5 separate regions of the Mus musculus genome follow, and all the other regions are linked to region 3. The links are chromatin contacts, called in public HiChIP or PLAC-seq, Micro-C and promoter capture Hi-C maps. All regions are on one chromosome and are shown on one strand. The core of a region is the stretch at or near the end of the contact, and the rest is flanking DNA. Distances in the headings are between cores, read along the strand shown. Region 1 holds the start of Map7d2 (MAP7 domain containing 2). Region 2 overlaps Sh3kbp1 (SH3-domain kinase binding protein 1). Region 3 holds the start of Sh3kbp1 (SH3-domain kinase binding protein 1). Region 4 overlaps Sh3kbp1 (SH3-domain kinase binding protein 1). Region 5 holds the start of Eif1ax (eukaryotic translation initiation factor 1A, X-linked).

Region 1 (2,700 bases), core at 12-2,511, 210 kb after region 3:
TTATTTTTTTCTTTTCGTTCGAATGTTAAACTGCAATGAAAGATGGAATATAGAATTAGTTCTCATTATTAACATTTAAAAAAAATGTCGCCAGGAAAATTGGAATGAAATGCTTTTCCTCACTGCGTATACCTCCGCACCACCTGCAAGTACACAGAAGGTTAGCCCCAGAACCAGAAGACGCAGGCGCTTATCACGTTCTTCCCAGCGTCCTCACCATGTTCCGTCCCCTTGGGCAGAAGGAACAGGGACCCACATCCCCACACCCCTTGGCGACAGCTCTCAGCTGCAGTCCCGTGGGCTAGAACACTCAATCGCCACGCAGTCACGTACCAGAAAGGGCAGCGGCAGGGGCCAGACGCCCCAGTAGGGAAACCACTACCTCAGCGACTTCAGGGGGGGGGAGGGGTCGTCGTCTCAGCAGTCGCGTGTGGCCCTGCTCCCTTTATGAACCGTCGCTGCCCCCGCGGGCGATGCGACATTATTTTCCCAACCCCGAGAGGCCAAGTAAACCGCAAAGCTGGGCCACCTTGGTGGCTGGCTGTGGCTTCCCCGTCTGCGCGCCTTAGGATGGAGGGTGGGAGCCAGCGAGGCAGCGAGCCAGCCGCAATCCCTGTAGTCCAAACACCTCAGCGGGCCCCCGCACCCACAGGGTCGCCATCCCGGAACCCCCTCCTCCGGTGCCGAGCCATACCTCGGGGACAGCCGTGGCCAAGGATACCCGCTCCTCCGCTCTCCAGCCACCCCCCACAAACTCGCCCACGCAAACACGCCAAGCCCGAGGGGACCCCGCCACCTGCCGAAAGAGAGACGCAGCCTGAAGTCCCCCAGGGCAGGTTGACCTAGGCCCCCGGAAAGGGCGACCGGGCGACAGCCCTTGGCCGCCCCGCCCCCCCCGGGGGTCCTCAGCGCGGCCTGCCCAGTGCTCCCCGGCCCTTACCTGCGGACCGCGGGGTGGACTGGGAGGCTCTCCCGGAGGCCGCTTCCGCGGACTTGGCCAGCAGCAGCGACAAGCCCTTGGCAGCCCCTTCCGAGGGGACTCCGGCTCCTCCGCCACCGCCACCGCTGCCGCCGTACCCGCCGCCGCCGCCGCCGCCGCCACCGCCGCCGCCGCCGTTCCCACCGCTGCGCTCCATCGGGATGCGCGGGCTGCACAGGCGCACTGTCTGGCCCGCCCGCTGTGTCGCACCGGCCCCGCGCGGGTCCGCATGCGCACGCGGCCTCCCACCTTGCGCGCCGGCCTCCCTCTGCCCGGGCTCGCCGCACCGGACCCTCCCGCACTCGCCGGTGCGTCACTGCTCAGCCGGCGCAGGCGTGCGCGCGCCAAGGGACCGCACGGGCTCCGCGCTCCCGGCTCGCAGCCCCTCGGGCTGCTGTGAAAGGCGCACCCGGGGCGCCGAACGTGCGCGCGCAGTGTCCGCTCCACAAGTCCTCACGGCTCAGCATCCCCAGTGTCCGCACACACCACACCTGGCGCGCTTCTTCTTAAGAGTTTACAAAAGGCTTCTTTGCACACTCGGTTTAAACACGCTTCCACACACTCGTGCACACATCCACTTAAAGTTTCTCACACACCTTGCACACATCTGACGCGCGCGCACGTGTTCACACTGTCTCTCTGCACAAAAACAGCCCTGCAGCTCCTAGTGCCCGTTCATAGCTAGGTTTTCTGGTTGTCACCACATGGGCCAGTGCCACATGCATGTGCAGATGCCATAGGGCCATAGGATCCATTTTACCGCAATGAGGTTTCAGTTCATTTCTTTCTTTCTTTATATATTTGCCAAATATTCATCCTATAAAATAATGCATTTCATCATCCATTTTCATATGTCTGTTATGTGCTTCAAGAGGGTGGTAGTGACAATTTTTCTGGTGTTTGTTTTGTTTTGTCTGTTTTATGTTTTGTTTTTCAAGACAGGGTTTCTCTGTGTAGCCCTGGAGGTCCTGGAACTCACTCTGTAGAACAGGCTGGCCTCGAACTCAGAGATCTCCTGGCTGTGGCTCCTGAATGCTGGGATTAAAGGCATGTGCCACCACTGCAGAGCTAGTGGGGAGTGATTTTGAGACAGGGCCTTATAGTACATCCCAGGCCTGGTCTGGCCTCTAACTCATGACAACCATCCTGTCTCAGTCTCTCAAGTCTTGGGATTACAGGCATGAGTTACCACAGCCAACCTTATCCTGCCCTTTGATCATATTGTCACTCTCATCACCCTCTTTTGTCCTCTCCTCTCTCTCGCCAGACCCTTTCCTCTTCCCTAAAAATCTCCTTTCTATTTCCCCATCATATACGTGTGAGCTTTAAATACAATTTTAAAATGTAGATTCTGCGTGTCCTATGTTCGTTTTGATTTGTGCAGTCTCATTCTGTAGCTTAGGCTGGTATGAAATTAGATTGATAGCTCTCAAGCTCTGGAGGCAATCAAGTCTGATGCCCCAGCCTCCAGAGTGCTAGAATTAGAAAAATAAAGAACCATGCTGGACTTAGATTTGTCTTTTTGTTTATTTGTTTGTTTGTTTGTTTTAGGGATGAAGAGGAAATGATCCCATGTAGCCTAGGCTGGCCTTGAACTCACTATGTAAAAGAGACCTTCTGCTCCAGCCTCCTGAATTCTGAGATTCAAGGCCTTCACTACTATGCTTGGCTACATTTTTTTTTCTTTCTGAGTCTGACTTACTTTGCTCAACACGATCTCC
Region 2 (2,700 bases), core at 128-2,627, 240 kb before region 3:
AGAATAAAATGAAAACCTGAGAAGCAAAGCCTTTCTGTTCTAGCTCAGAATAGAGGCTGGAGCACTGTTCTCTCATCGGCAGCTTTGTCTGCTCAGATGAAAAGCTTGGAGACTTTGGGAGAAAGGCCAGTCATCAGGAAAACAGGAAGCCTTTCTTCTCTAAGAGGACTGGAGTTGAAAGGTCAATTTTCAACCACCTAGGTAGCTGGGACCCATCATAGGAAGGCCCTCCCTCTGAATCCAGTGAACAGATGTATTGGGGGGTGGTGAAAGGTGCTTCCTAGGGAGAGAGGGGACTTTGGGGGGGATTGAACATGAGGGCTCTGGTAGACAAAAAAACATCAGTGGATAAAGAGGAGATGTGCTTCATATGGGATGTGTCAGGTACAGTATGGGTGAGATTTGAGTAGAAGAAGTGAACAATAACAACAACAACAACAAAACCCCACAATGTCAGAAGTCCTTTAAAAGTCTCCACTTGCTCAACCTCCACTCACTGTATATCCAGTGAGTCTCCGGCACTGTTCTAGGCTGCATGATGGGAAAATCAAATGCAGTGTCTGTCTTAAACCTAGAGGGATCAACAATCTAATGGTACCAATGAAGCACCACATGTCACTACTATAGACAATAATTCCCAAGAGGCAAGTCAATGGTCTCAGAGGTGGTGCAAATGTCCAGTCACTAAGTGAATGAGGTGTAACATGGGAAACAGCCCACTTGCACCTCCAATCATACTTTATCCAGATTTTCCAAACCTACTTGTTCATCTAGAGCAGTGCTTCTCAACCTTCCTAATGTTGTGCTGTGACCCTTTCATACAGTTCCTCATGTTGTAGTGACCCCCAACCATAAAATTATTTTCTTTGCTACTTAACTCTAATTTTACTACTGTTGTGAATCACATTGTAAATATCTGATATACAGGATATCTGATATGTGACCCCCATGAAAGGGTCATTTGACCCCAAAGAGGTTATGACCCACAGCATAAGAACCACTGATCTACAGTCTTCTGCATCTATAATATTGAATAGTTCAGAAGGATGCCAAAGAGGCCTGTCTTTGGGGTGATTTTTCTAACCTACAGAGACAACAAATCTGTACCAACTGTAATAAGAAAAAGGGAGATACCAGATGTGATAGGCTGAAGGCACCTCGAGGCACTTTGTTATGAATATTTAGATAGTTTTCCTCTTGTTATGAAAATGATGGCAATCTGTTCCCCAGCCTGAGTTGCTGATGAATCTCAGCATCATGAGAGCCTTTTGTTTGGGGGTGGGGTGGGGAGAATGTTCCCTGCTTAAATAAATCTGGATCACTCAAAAAATACCAACTCGCATGAGTATTTTTGAGTCATCATAACTCTGAATCCTGATGTGGGCCTGTGGCTTAGTGTGCTGAAGAGACAGCTGGCAGGAAGAAACAGCTCTCCTCTGTACTGCCGGGCATCCTTTGCCATAGGTTTCTATTTTAGGTCAGAAGGAAGAAGCAAGTAGGCTGCCTGGATGATAAACTCTGGGTCATTACCTAAACACGGATGTGGCATCAGGATCCAGAAACAGGGAACTGGCCCAAAGGTTGGAGGAATTACAATGGCTTAGCGTTCCACTAAATGGCAATCGTAGGAGAGCAATTACTCTAAAATTTACTTTTGACAAGGAAAGCCAAAGGGAAAACGTATACAGTAAAATTCAACTGTCAAAGTTCTTGTCCCTAAATCCATGGAAAATGCCCAATAGTAAACAACAAATCTCTCAAGACCTTGCTGACCTGATGCCCACCAACAGGCACATTAATATTAATTCCCAGCACTATCCCATTTTCTCATAGAACTGTTCACCTACCTCTTCCTTTTGTCTCTCCCATTAGGGTGCTCAATATTTGGGAGTAGAAAAACCTTCCAACTGAGTCCTAAAGGTTTCAAGACTGAATGAGAGGAAGAAGATACTGGGAGGCAACTAAGGGATTTTCTTTGTCTAGGGCAACATTCTGACTGCGTACACAAAGCAGATAGTGGGAGTAAAGGTCAGAGAAATTAAAGCTATCTGTCTGTGGCCATGTCAGTAACGAATAACATCTGGCCCTCCTAGGACTCTAAGACAAAATACTCTCTCCAGTCACTATAAAATCCCTTCTTTGCAAGTAATCAGTTCCACCACCATAATGTTGTGGGAGAGCCAGGCACACAGATGTGGTTCATTGACATTTACAGGACTGAACAAGGCATACACTAGGGGCAGGATTCTACCACATGCTTGAGGTCGCTGAGTATCTGCAATGGGGCACATCACTTAGCCCAAGGAGCTCATCTTAGGCCCCAGAAAGTTCCCAGGAAGAATGCCACATGTATCTTGAAGGCTCAACAAGGCCTACAGACTTTCAAATTTTGACTGAAGAGATAGAATGGTACAAATCTTTGAGAGTCAAAATTATCTGGATCTATCTTCATTTCTCTTAATAACTATTTACCACCCACCTCTGTATCAGGAAAAGCCTTTAAAAAGTATACTGAGTAGATCACTAGGATTTGCCAAACCAAAAGCTAAGAATGTCATCAGAGAACATCTAAAACCTATAGCAGAGATTTTTCGGAGTTGCCCATAACCTGTTGCTCCCACTGAAGTATTGTGTAAAAGCCTTGGTTTATGAGTTTCTTTTGTTTTGTGGCTATAAAAAAGTTCATGTAACTGTTTCTCT
Region 3 (2,700 bases), core at 66-2,565:
CTGACCAATGAGCAAGGCTAGTACCTAGATAAAGCAAACGTTTACTAGAGACCAGACAGTCACAAGTCCTTTGCTCAGTAAAGTGCCAGTTCCCCTGGGCAGTAAGGTGGTTTCCACACTGTCAGGTCTATAATAAAAAGGATCCTGAAGAGCTAAGGTTAGCTGCCTACATGGAAATTATGCTTGCTAGGTGCATCAAAAACTGGATCACCATTTCCAGTTCCTGGCCCTGCAGACTGAGAGGAGGATATAGGAAGTAGCCTTTGAGTGTAACAGAGTGGAGAGGGGTTCGGCGTGGGGGAAGACAGAGTGAGAGGTGGAGGCACAAGTGGGGAACGCATGAAGAGCTCAGGACCCTGGGACAGCCCGCCATGCCCGGTACTGGGGCGTTTCCTAACCTCCCACCACCGGCATCATCAGGCAGTAAAGACAGTCTAACCCTCTCCCAGAGACCCCGACCTTCAAGGCTCTTCTCAGGCTGGCCCAAGAGCCCTGTACAGGGCCAGAGCCCACCAAATCCTGGTACCCGGGTCCACAGCGCCAGGGAGGGTGCACTTGGGTGGGAGAATGGCAAAGACAAAACTCTCCCCGCCCACCCGAAGAAGCCAACCACACCCCCTGACTCCCTCAACCCAAGCAGCCCCGGAGCTAGCCCCCGCGATTCTCTGCTCAGGCCCCCTCGGGTTCCAGTCCGTGCCGCGCGCGGGCTCCGCAGGGACACTAAAGCAAGTGAGAGTGAATGGGGGTGCGCAAGGCGAGGGAGGGCGCTCTGCGCGATGTCACTCTCCCGGCCCTGCTCCAGGGCGCCCTCCCCGGGTCCGCGGTCCCGGGATGGGCGCGCCAGTCGACCCCTACACACAGATGGGCTGAAGGTTCGAACGGCCCCTGCACTCACCCATTGGCGCCAAGACGAGCCGAGCCGCCGAAGCAGCGTGAAAGTTGGCGGAACCGGGCGTTGGGTTCGGAGCGCCGAGGTCGCGGCGCAGGGATCGGGGGCGCGAGCGTCGGGACGCGGCTGCTGCTGGGCCGGCTTCGTCCTCAGCGGCGGTGGTGGCAGCTCAGCGCCGCCCGCTACTGCCTCTGCTGCTGCTGCCGCTGCTACCCTGGGGCGACTCCTGCTGCTGCTGCTGCTGCATCGCGGCCCCACTGCACCCGGCTGCTCCGGGTTTCCTGCTCTCTGCGAGTGGAAATTGCGAAAAAAAAAAAAAAAGAAGAAGAAGAAGAAAAAAAAAGAAAGAAAGAAAAGAAAAGAAAAGAAAAAAAGCACCGCCCAGCCCAGTGCCCTGCAGCCGCCTCGGAGCCTGCTCTCCCCTCCTCCCCGCCGCGGCGAAGCTCAGCGGCTCCGCCCGCCCGAGAGGCGCGGCCGCCAGGCGGGGGCGGGGTCGAGGGGCGGGGCCCGAGCAGTGTCCAGCCCGACTCTGGGGCTCGTCCTCTGTCTGCGGGGCTCGGCCGCCCCCCTCACCTCTGGCTCTGTCCCGGCTGGAGCTCCGCAGAGGGTCGCCCCCTATCCGCCTAGGCTCGGCTCACGCCCCGGGAAATGCCGCGAGACTCCTCGAGACTGGAGGAGATTTAGGGGGTCCGTGGGGGTGGGGGCGTCGGAGTTGTGGGGCACGTGGAAAAGGTGGATCGAAGGCAGAACCCCGAGAAAGGAGGGCTGGGGGAGGGGAAGCCGGTGGCAGGTGAAGAGCGGGACACCTGCTGTTATTAACAGGTGACACCCCTTCCCTGCGGGGGGGGACATAGAGGAAGAAGGCTGCTAGCAGGGGGCTGTGGGAGGAAGGGGCCTTTGGCTGTGGCTTTGGAGTACTGGCAGACCAGGTGCGAGTTTGGAGCGTAGGAGGTGGTACTGGGCTAGAGGTGCCCAATGAGAAGGGCGCAGTCAGGCTGCTGAGCAGGTCCGCTGCTGGCCACCGCCCCTCCCAGGATTAGACCCTCCTTACACCTGACCCAGTGGTACCCGGACAAGGTGTGGGGCTCTGCTGCCTAGGAATGTTTCTAGGTCCAGAGACAAAGATTGGCTGGTTCTCCATCAGGCATCACTGTGCTCTATTGAGCCTCAAACCCGGATAGACAACAATTTTAAGTGGACACTAAAATGAAAATAGAAATCCATAGGAATTCCTGGGCAACTCAACGAGCTTCTTTTTTGGAGTCTATTCTCCACCACACCTTTCAGCCAAAGAGACTTGCCTGCGACCGCATTCATTGAGCAGTCTGTTGTTTCCTTTCCACTTTCCACCATCTGGTGGTAGGAAGAGATAGTGAGCTAGACTGGAGACAAAATAGGCAACAGGGAAAGTGAGACAAGAGAGAAATTAGATCATTGTCCCCTGCAAATGGAGGCTGGGGACTAGTGAACCCAGAGGTGACAAATAAAAGCTGACCCCATGCCCAATGGAGATCTGCCTTGCGTACCCGGTGAATAATAATAATGCAGCATTATTTGTATATTGGGTCAAAGCCTAAAATTTCTGTAGAAATATGTTGGAGGGTGGAGGGGGTATTTCAGTCATAAGGCTGAGGCATAGAAGATGGTGCTGTTAATGAGTTCTGGCTTAAAGGCTAGCCTGGGACACAGGATGATCCTGATGAGTAAGGGGGAGGGAAGAGGAGAGACTTGCAGGCAGGGCTTTAAAAAGAAGAGTAACAGCAGCATCCTTCTCTAGACACTGGTCATGTGTGTCACAGCAACCTAGACGA
Region 4 (2,700 bases), core at 108-2,607, 180 kb before region 3:
ACCAAACTGAGCCTGTTTCAGCGTGTACATTCTGTTCAATGAATCTCTGTGTATCTATAAGTAGTTTCGTTTATGATATAAGCATTTAAATATTTAAGAAATTTCATAGTTATTCAAATCTAGCACAAATACTTTCTTTTAGATAGTTGTAGCCTGTTCCACATGCTGAGGCTTCAAATATAACTGTTTTCTTTTCTACACTTTTTGTTATTTGACCTAGGGTCTCACACAGGCTAGGACTGCCTCAAACTTACTGTCGTAGCTAAGAATGACCTTGAACAACTGATCCTTCTACCTTTATCAACCAAGTGCTGGGGCTCTAGACATGCATTATGGCACCCAGTTTACCTTCCCTTCTAAACATAGAATCCCTCACCATAGTATGGATGCTTCAGTACCTGTACATACACTAGGAAAACAGATGTGTTCACCACTATATTAAACAGAGGACAATTGTAGAGCAGCCTGAACTTGCTAGATGATCAAATTCCAATACTAAGATTTTTTTTATTAGCATGTCTTTTAAAATACAAAACAAGAGAAGAACCTTGCTTCTAAAGTAATGCAGTCTTAATGGGAGAAAATGAATGCATGCTTGGATCGCCCGCTAGCTGATCAGCTTTTAAACGGATGCCAGCAATTTTTAGTGTATGTGCTGTGAAAGAGATCACTGAACTTGGCTTCTCTTGAGCAAGAGTGAAAGGCGGAGGATGCGCCCATCCACCCACACAGAGGTTTGTCTGCCTGGGTGAAAGCTTTAAAGCATTTCAAGAGCCTCCTTAACCGGAGATGAGTGGATCCAATCTCCTTCTATGGGCATATGAAGAAGAATGCAGACAGTTTTTGAACATGCAAGTTCTCATCTTTGCAAACCACAAAGCCAGGTCAGGCTTTAACTCAGAATCTACATTCCCTCAGTCACCAGCCAGTCTGACTGGGAACCACTGAGAAATGCCTCTAAAATTAATCACAAAAAAAACCGACATAAAACAAAAAAATTTCAGAACATTACTCAAGTTACCACTTTGAGAGATTTGTTGAGACCAGCCTCAGTCGATACAGGAAAAAAAACAAAACAAACAAAAAAGCAAAAAAAGCAAAAAACAAAAAAACAAAACAAAAAACCCAACTCCTTCCTTAGATTCCAGATAACACAGGGAAAAAACAAACAAACACAAAACCAAACTAAAACAGAAGCAGTCGTTAAAAAGAAAAAGGGAAAATTCCAGAGGAACCCAGGTTTTGCCCCTGTAAATTTGTCCCCACAGCTTGCTTGTTCAACTGCACTGAGAGCCCCACTAGCATTTCTGTCTTCTGCACTCTGAACCAAAATGACCCACGTGTATATTCATGACTCATTTAAAAATCACAATCTGTAGGGGTAAGGGGGAATGTCAATCAATCTAGGAATTTAGAGCTTGCCACTCTCTTTCCAAGTTGACAGCTTGGTTCCTTTAAATTTACCATGATGGCTTTTCTATATAGCCAAACTGAGGATGCCCCAGCCAGGAGGCAGAAGGGGGGTGGGAGGCTCCTTAGCACAGCCTTCACTTTGTCCACTCCAGGACTATCCCTTGCTCTCTTCCATCACCAAGGCTGAGGGCTGCAGGCTGGTAGTTAATTTCTGGCAAGCAAGTACCTGTTATTTCTCCTACAGGGGCCCAAAGTTATTTCTTTCTAAACCTTTTAGGCCTGCCAAGGGTATTGCTGGGTTAGATAGTGCAAAAACCTGGGTGTGTGAAGACAAAGTTAGTGCTGAGAAAGAATAAAGGTAACAAATTGAAGGTTAAAAGAAAAACAGCTGCCAAGTTAGGGAGCAAAAAACCTGAGGCTGGGGAGCTATGGATCATCAGAAGGACAATATACTTCCATTGCTTCATTTTCATTGCTACTGACACACTTTAAAGAAATCAGTGCAGGTCATAGACAATACACCGTGGATGCACAAAACAAGGAGCTCAAACCAGCAACCCATACTTACAGAAAAGACCTTGGCCACACTCATACACATACATACATACATACATACATACATACATACAATAAATATTAGATATAGGCCTGACTCTGTATTAAAACATTGTATTGAACATAAACATAGATTGTGATATTTTAAGTTAATATTAGATATTAAGATACACATATATCATTTTAAAAATTCTGTGACTCAATTGTTTTCTAAAAAGCAGCCCACATGATCAAGATCCTCAGAGCTGTCTGTCAAGGACCCCCCCAAAAAAAATAGGTGTGAATTGTCATTATATAACTCAACACTGTCAATCAATCAATCAATCAATCAATCAAGATATAATTATAATATGTACATGCACAATATGTTATACTTTTAAATATTACTTTTATTTATCTATGTGTATGGATGTGCTTAGTCTTCACATATAGCTATGCATGCTTAGCATCCTTGGAGGCCAGAAGAGGGAACTGGATCCTCTGGGACAGCAGTTATGGATGGTTGTAGGACATCACGTGGGTACTGGCAATTGAACCCAGGTCCTCTGGAAGAGCAACCAGGGCTCTTAACTGCTGAGCCATCTCTCCAGCCCTAAGATGTTATACATTCATTAACAGATTGGTTGACTCAACAGTATCACAAGACTTTTATTGTTTTCTTACCTTCATCTGTATCTATGACTTAAAGGGTTTTGTTTACTCGGAACACTTTTCATTTCAGTCTAGTATAGT
Region 5 (2,700 bases), core at 99-2,598, 260 kb after region 3:
ATTTTTTTTCTAAAAAGGGAGCTTCTCTGTGTAGCCCTGGCACTCACTCTGTAGACCAGGCTGATTGACCTCAGCAATCCACCTGCCTCTGCCTTCCTAGTGCTGGGAGTAAAGGTGTGCGCCCCTCCCCCCACCCAAGTTCATCCTGTGTAATGTGTTCCTCTCCTGTGGGAAATAAAAGCTTTCCACTACTTTGTACTTTATATTTTTGAGAAATTACGAGGACAACGAATATAGCAAGCCTGTAATGCCAGCTACTCGGGAAGCTGAGGCGAGCGAATCCCAAGTTCAATGTTAGTTTAGGGTTCCGGGGCAGCCTGGAGACAGACAGAGCAAAGCAAAGCGGTAGAGTGCTGGTAAAGATAGATTTGATCCCATAAAAAAAAAAACACCACAAAATACTGTAAATATATAAAAATGAGAATGATCTTAGGAACGCTGCACTTCTGCTTAGAATTTGTAATCATTTTTTTATTTATCAAAATATATACACGATCAGAAGCAAACGTGGAAAAGTTGGCTCAATGTGGGTCAAGGGCTCTGTGGAAAAAGTTAAGCCCCGGTAAAACTATGGAGCAAAGTGATTCTCTAGGGATGAAATTTGCGAATGCATCAAAGTACTGGCCACTGGCTACACGGGTGCGGCCTCACCAGTACCAACTAAGTGTCCATAAAAAATCCTAGGGAGGAGGTGCCAGATGGGCACGAAAGCAAGCGAGGCATCACCCTTTTTCAAAGTTCAGATTGGCTCCCAGGGCTTAACTCCCCAGGTGTTGGGAGCCCAAGAAGTCCGAGGCAGGTGTTCCCATGAGTCCCCCGGGCGCCGCGGTCAATGTGGCGCGAATCGGGGGCACGAGCCCATATTCTCACACAGGAGGCCCTACAAAAAAAAATGGCGTCGGCTCCACCCCAATGTGGCCAAACTGGGAGCCAGGAGTAACTTCCCTGCGCTTCTGCCCAGCTCCAAGTAGGACGCAGAGAATGCAGCCCGAGGAGAGGCAAGAAAAGATGGCAGGAAGGTCACTGAGGCCTGGGCTGACCTCGAGGCCGAGAGCAGCGCCAGGGAGCCGGCGGGGAGCAGAGCCCCGGTCCCGGCGGCGGCGTCCTTACCTTTATTCTTGGGCATGGCCGCAAAGACTGGCTGGCAGCGTGTGGGACCGCACTCAGGCTGGCGGCAGGAACTGCGGTGACTCCGACGGGCAACGCCGAGAAGTGCGCGCCACGAAGACCGTGCGGGAGGTCGGGAAGCGTGCTCAGGAGAGGCTGGTCACCCGTGCTTGCGAGAGCCTCCCGTGCCCACGCTCGGCAGTGGCAAATGGCGTCGCGGCAGCGGGCGGGGCTTCTCCCCGCCCTCCTCCTCCTCCCCGCCCTCCTCCCCCCCCCCGCCCGCCCGCCCGCCCGCCCGCCCGCCCGCGGAGCCCAGCCTCCCGCGACTCTAAGGCGCAGGCGTGGCCAAGGGGCAGTCCTAGGGTGGGAGCCTAGGGAGAAGCCTGCCAGGGAGGCGTTCACTGCTGCCAGTGGGCACGCAGTAGGTGGAGTGGGGCCTCCGGCGTCCGGAAGGGGGCGGGAGGGGCCCGGGCGGGAGGGGCCCGGGCCCTGCGTCACAGTGGAGGCTTGGAGGAGAGGAGGGGAAATTGAGGTGGTGCAGGCTGCTGGCTTGGGCATCATCTCGGCTTCCTAGCCAAGTGAGCCCCAGGCTTGACAAGGTGCTGACTCACTAACCTCAGAGTTGAGTTTTAATGGGGCCCTTTCACCAGCCCAACCAAGCTGGAAATCTAAGGGGGAAGGAGAGAAGGCACTTCTGCCATCCTCTTCCAAACTTTAATAGAATATTTGCATGATACTTAAAAATAAATCTTGTCCCTAACTCACTGTAGCTAAGTCTGTTTATAATGCTCAACAGAATGCCTGCACATGGTAGGTTGCTCAGCAGACATAGGATAAAAGGAATGGAAGAAAGTCGATGTTAGGGTCCAAATCTCCCAATATTCATGCTGAAGTTCTAACCTGTATGTATATTACTCTGTTTGGATATAAGATCATTAAAGAGCCTATATTGAAATGAGATCCTTAAGACTTGATGCCAAGACTTGACGTTAGCATGGTAACATAGGCCTTTAATCCCAGTACTGTGGAGGCAGAGGAAAGTAAACTATGAGTTACAGGCCAGCCAAGGCTACAGAGTGAGACCCTAACTCAAAACCAAAACCAAAACAAAAGCAATTAGTACCTAGGCATAATGAGGCATAAAAAAGAACAACCAGTTCCTGAGCCCGTAATCATCTGCAAGCCATGAAGACCTCAGAAGAAGCCAGATTTGTCTCTACCTTGACTTTAGACTTGGAATCTTCAAAACTGAGCAAAATAGTAGGTGGGCCTGGTACTCATGCCTATAATCCTAGCACCTGTGAAACTGAGGCAAGAGGATTCCTGCAAATCTATGGGAAAGCTGGGCTACATAGTGAGTTCCAGGCTAGCCTGGGCTACATAGTAAGACCCTGACTACAAAACACACAACACAGTCAAGAGAACGTACATTTTTGATGTTTAAACAACTCGCTCTCCCATTCTTTATTCTGGTGGTTCCAGCAAAGGAATACTGCATAGATTCTCAGAACAACTAACTTCACTTCAAACTAGGTTTATTGGGGCCAGCAAGATGGCTCAGTAGGTAAAAGCATGTACCAGGAAAGTCAGGCA

Evidence for each region. Promoter capture Hi-C pulls out the DNA fragments that hold promoters and counts their contacts. HiChIP or PLAC-seq counts read pairs in DNA pulled down with a chosen protein or histone mark. A called contact is a pair of places that touch in the nucleus more often than the background predicts.
Region 1: a contact with region 3 is called in a promoter capture Hi-C map of embryonic stem cells, with 3 times the contacts expected there. The contact joins the promoter of Map7d2 here to the promoter of Sh3kbp1 in region 3. A contact is called at or near these places in 5 of 39 promoter capture datasets (HPC-7-derived erythroid cells, embryonic stem cells and stem cell-derived epiblast-like cells), 2 of 484 Hi-C or Micro-C datasets (both in embryonic stem cells), 1 of 115 datasets of contacts at active chromatin or transcription factors (embryonic stem cells) and 3 of 9 other capture datasets (adipose tissue, embryonic stem cells and liver).
Region 2: an SMC1A HiChIP or PLAC-seq map of the NIH/3T3 cell line shows a contact between it and region 3, with 7 times the contacts expected there. The contact joins the enhancer-like site here to the promoter of Sh3kbp1 in region 3. A contact is called at or near these places in 12 of 39 promoter capture datasets (the 3T3-L1 cell line, 3T3-L1-derived adipocytes, the C10 cell line and 8 more), 3 of 15 datasets of contacts at CTCF or cohesin (the NIH/3T3 cell line, large pre-B cells and pro-B cells), 7 of 484 Hi-C or Micro-C datasets (the N1E-115 cell line, bone marrow-derived macrophages, cerebral cortex and 4 more), 6 of 115 datasets of contacts at active chromatin or transcription factors (the NIH/3T3 cell line, the SCID.adh cell line, bone marrow-derived macrophages and 3 more) and 2 of 9 other capture datasets (embryonic stem cells and liver).
Region 4: a promoter capture Hi-C map of the SN4741 cell line shows a contact between it and region 3, with 4 times the contacts expected there. The contact joins the enhancer-like site here to the promoter of Sh3kbp1 in region 3. A contact is called at or near these places in 13 of 39 promoter capture datasets (the 3T3-L1 cell line, 3T3-L1-derived adipocytes, the C10 cell line and 7 more), 3 of 15 datasets of contacts at CTCF or cohesin (the NIH/3T3 cell line, large pre-B cells and pro-B cells), 8 of 484 Hi-C or Micro-C datasets (CD4 T cells, the HL-1 cell line, bone marrow-derived macrophages and 5 more), 12 of 115 datasets of contacts at active chromatin or transcription factors (CD8 T cells, the NIH/3T3 cell line, T-cell acute lymphoblastic leukemia and 9 more) and 2 of 9 other capture datasets (adipose tissue and liver).
Region 5: a Micro-C map of embryonic stem cells shows a contact between it and region 3, with 4 times the contacts expected there. The contact joins the promoter of Eif1ax here to the promoter of Sh3kbp1 in region 3. A contact is called at or near these places in 1 of 39 promoter capture datasets (erythroid cells) and 2 of 484 Hi-C or Micro-C datasets (embryonic stem cells and uterus).

What each region holds. Positions count from the first base shown.
Region 1 is chrX:159,413,133-159,415,832 of GRCm38.p6, reverse strand. Map7d2 (MAP7 domain containing 2) reads right to left here and starts at 1,261. Exons shown (of 17, transcript NM_001081124.2): 1 at 941-1,261. The coding sequence starts at 1,136.
Region 2 is chrX:159,866,533-159,869,232 of GRCm38.p6, reverse strand. The region is part of intron 7 of Sh3kbp1 (SH3-domain kinase binding protein 1); the gene reads right to left. Among named protein-coding and RNA genes, the nearest start is that of Map3k15, 120 kb to the left of the region's middle. Within about 2 kb of position 1,377, at least 5 of the 459 cell types and tissues checked have an H3K27ac peak or open chromatin away from gene starts, as enhancers often do. A contact at or near this core is called in the NIH/3T3 cell line, where this site is marked.
Region 3 is chrX:159,625,887-159,628,586 of GRCm38.p6, reverse strand. It overlaps Sh3kbp1 (SH3-domain kinase binding protein 1), which reads right to left and starts at 1,315. Exons shown (of 18, transcript NM_001135727.2): 1 at 896-1,315. The coding sequence starts at 899.
Region 4 is chrX:159,807,763-159,810,462 of GRCm38.p6, reverse strand. The region is part of intron 4 of Sh3kbp1 (SH3-domain kinase binding protein 1); the gene reads right to left. Among named protein-coding and RNA genes, the nearest start is that of Map3k15, 180 kb to the left of the region's middle. Within about 2 kb of position 1,357, at least 21 of the 459 cell types and tissues checked have an H3K27ac peak or open chromatin away from gene starts, as enhancers often do. A contact at or near this core is called in the NIH/3T3 cell line and the SN4741 cell line, where this site is marked.
Region 5 is chrX:159,370,826-159,373,525 of GRCm38.p6, reverse strand. It overlaps Eif1ax (eukaryotic translation initiation factor 1A, X-linked), which reads right to left and starts at 1,348. Exons shown (of 7, transcript NM_025437.5): 1 at 1,111-1,348. The coding sequence starts at 1,126.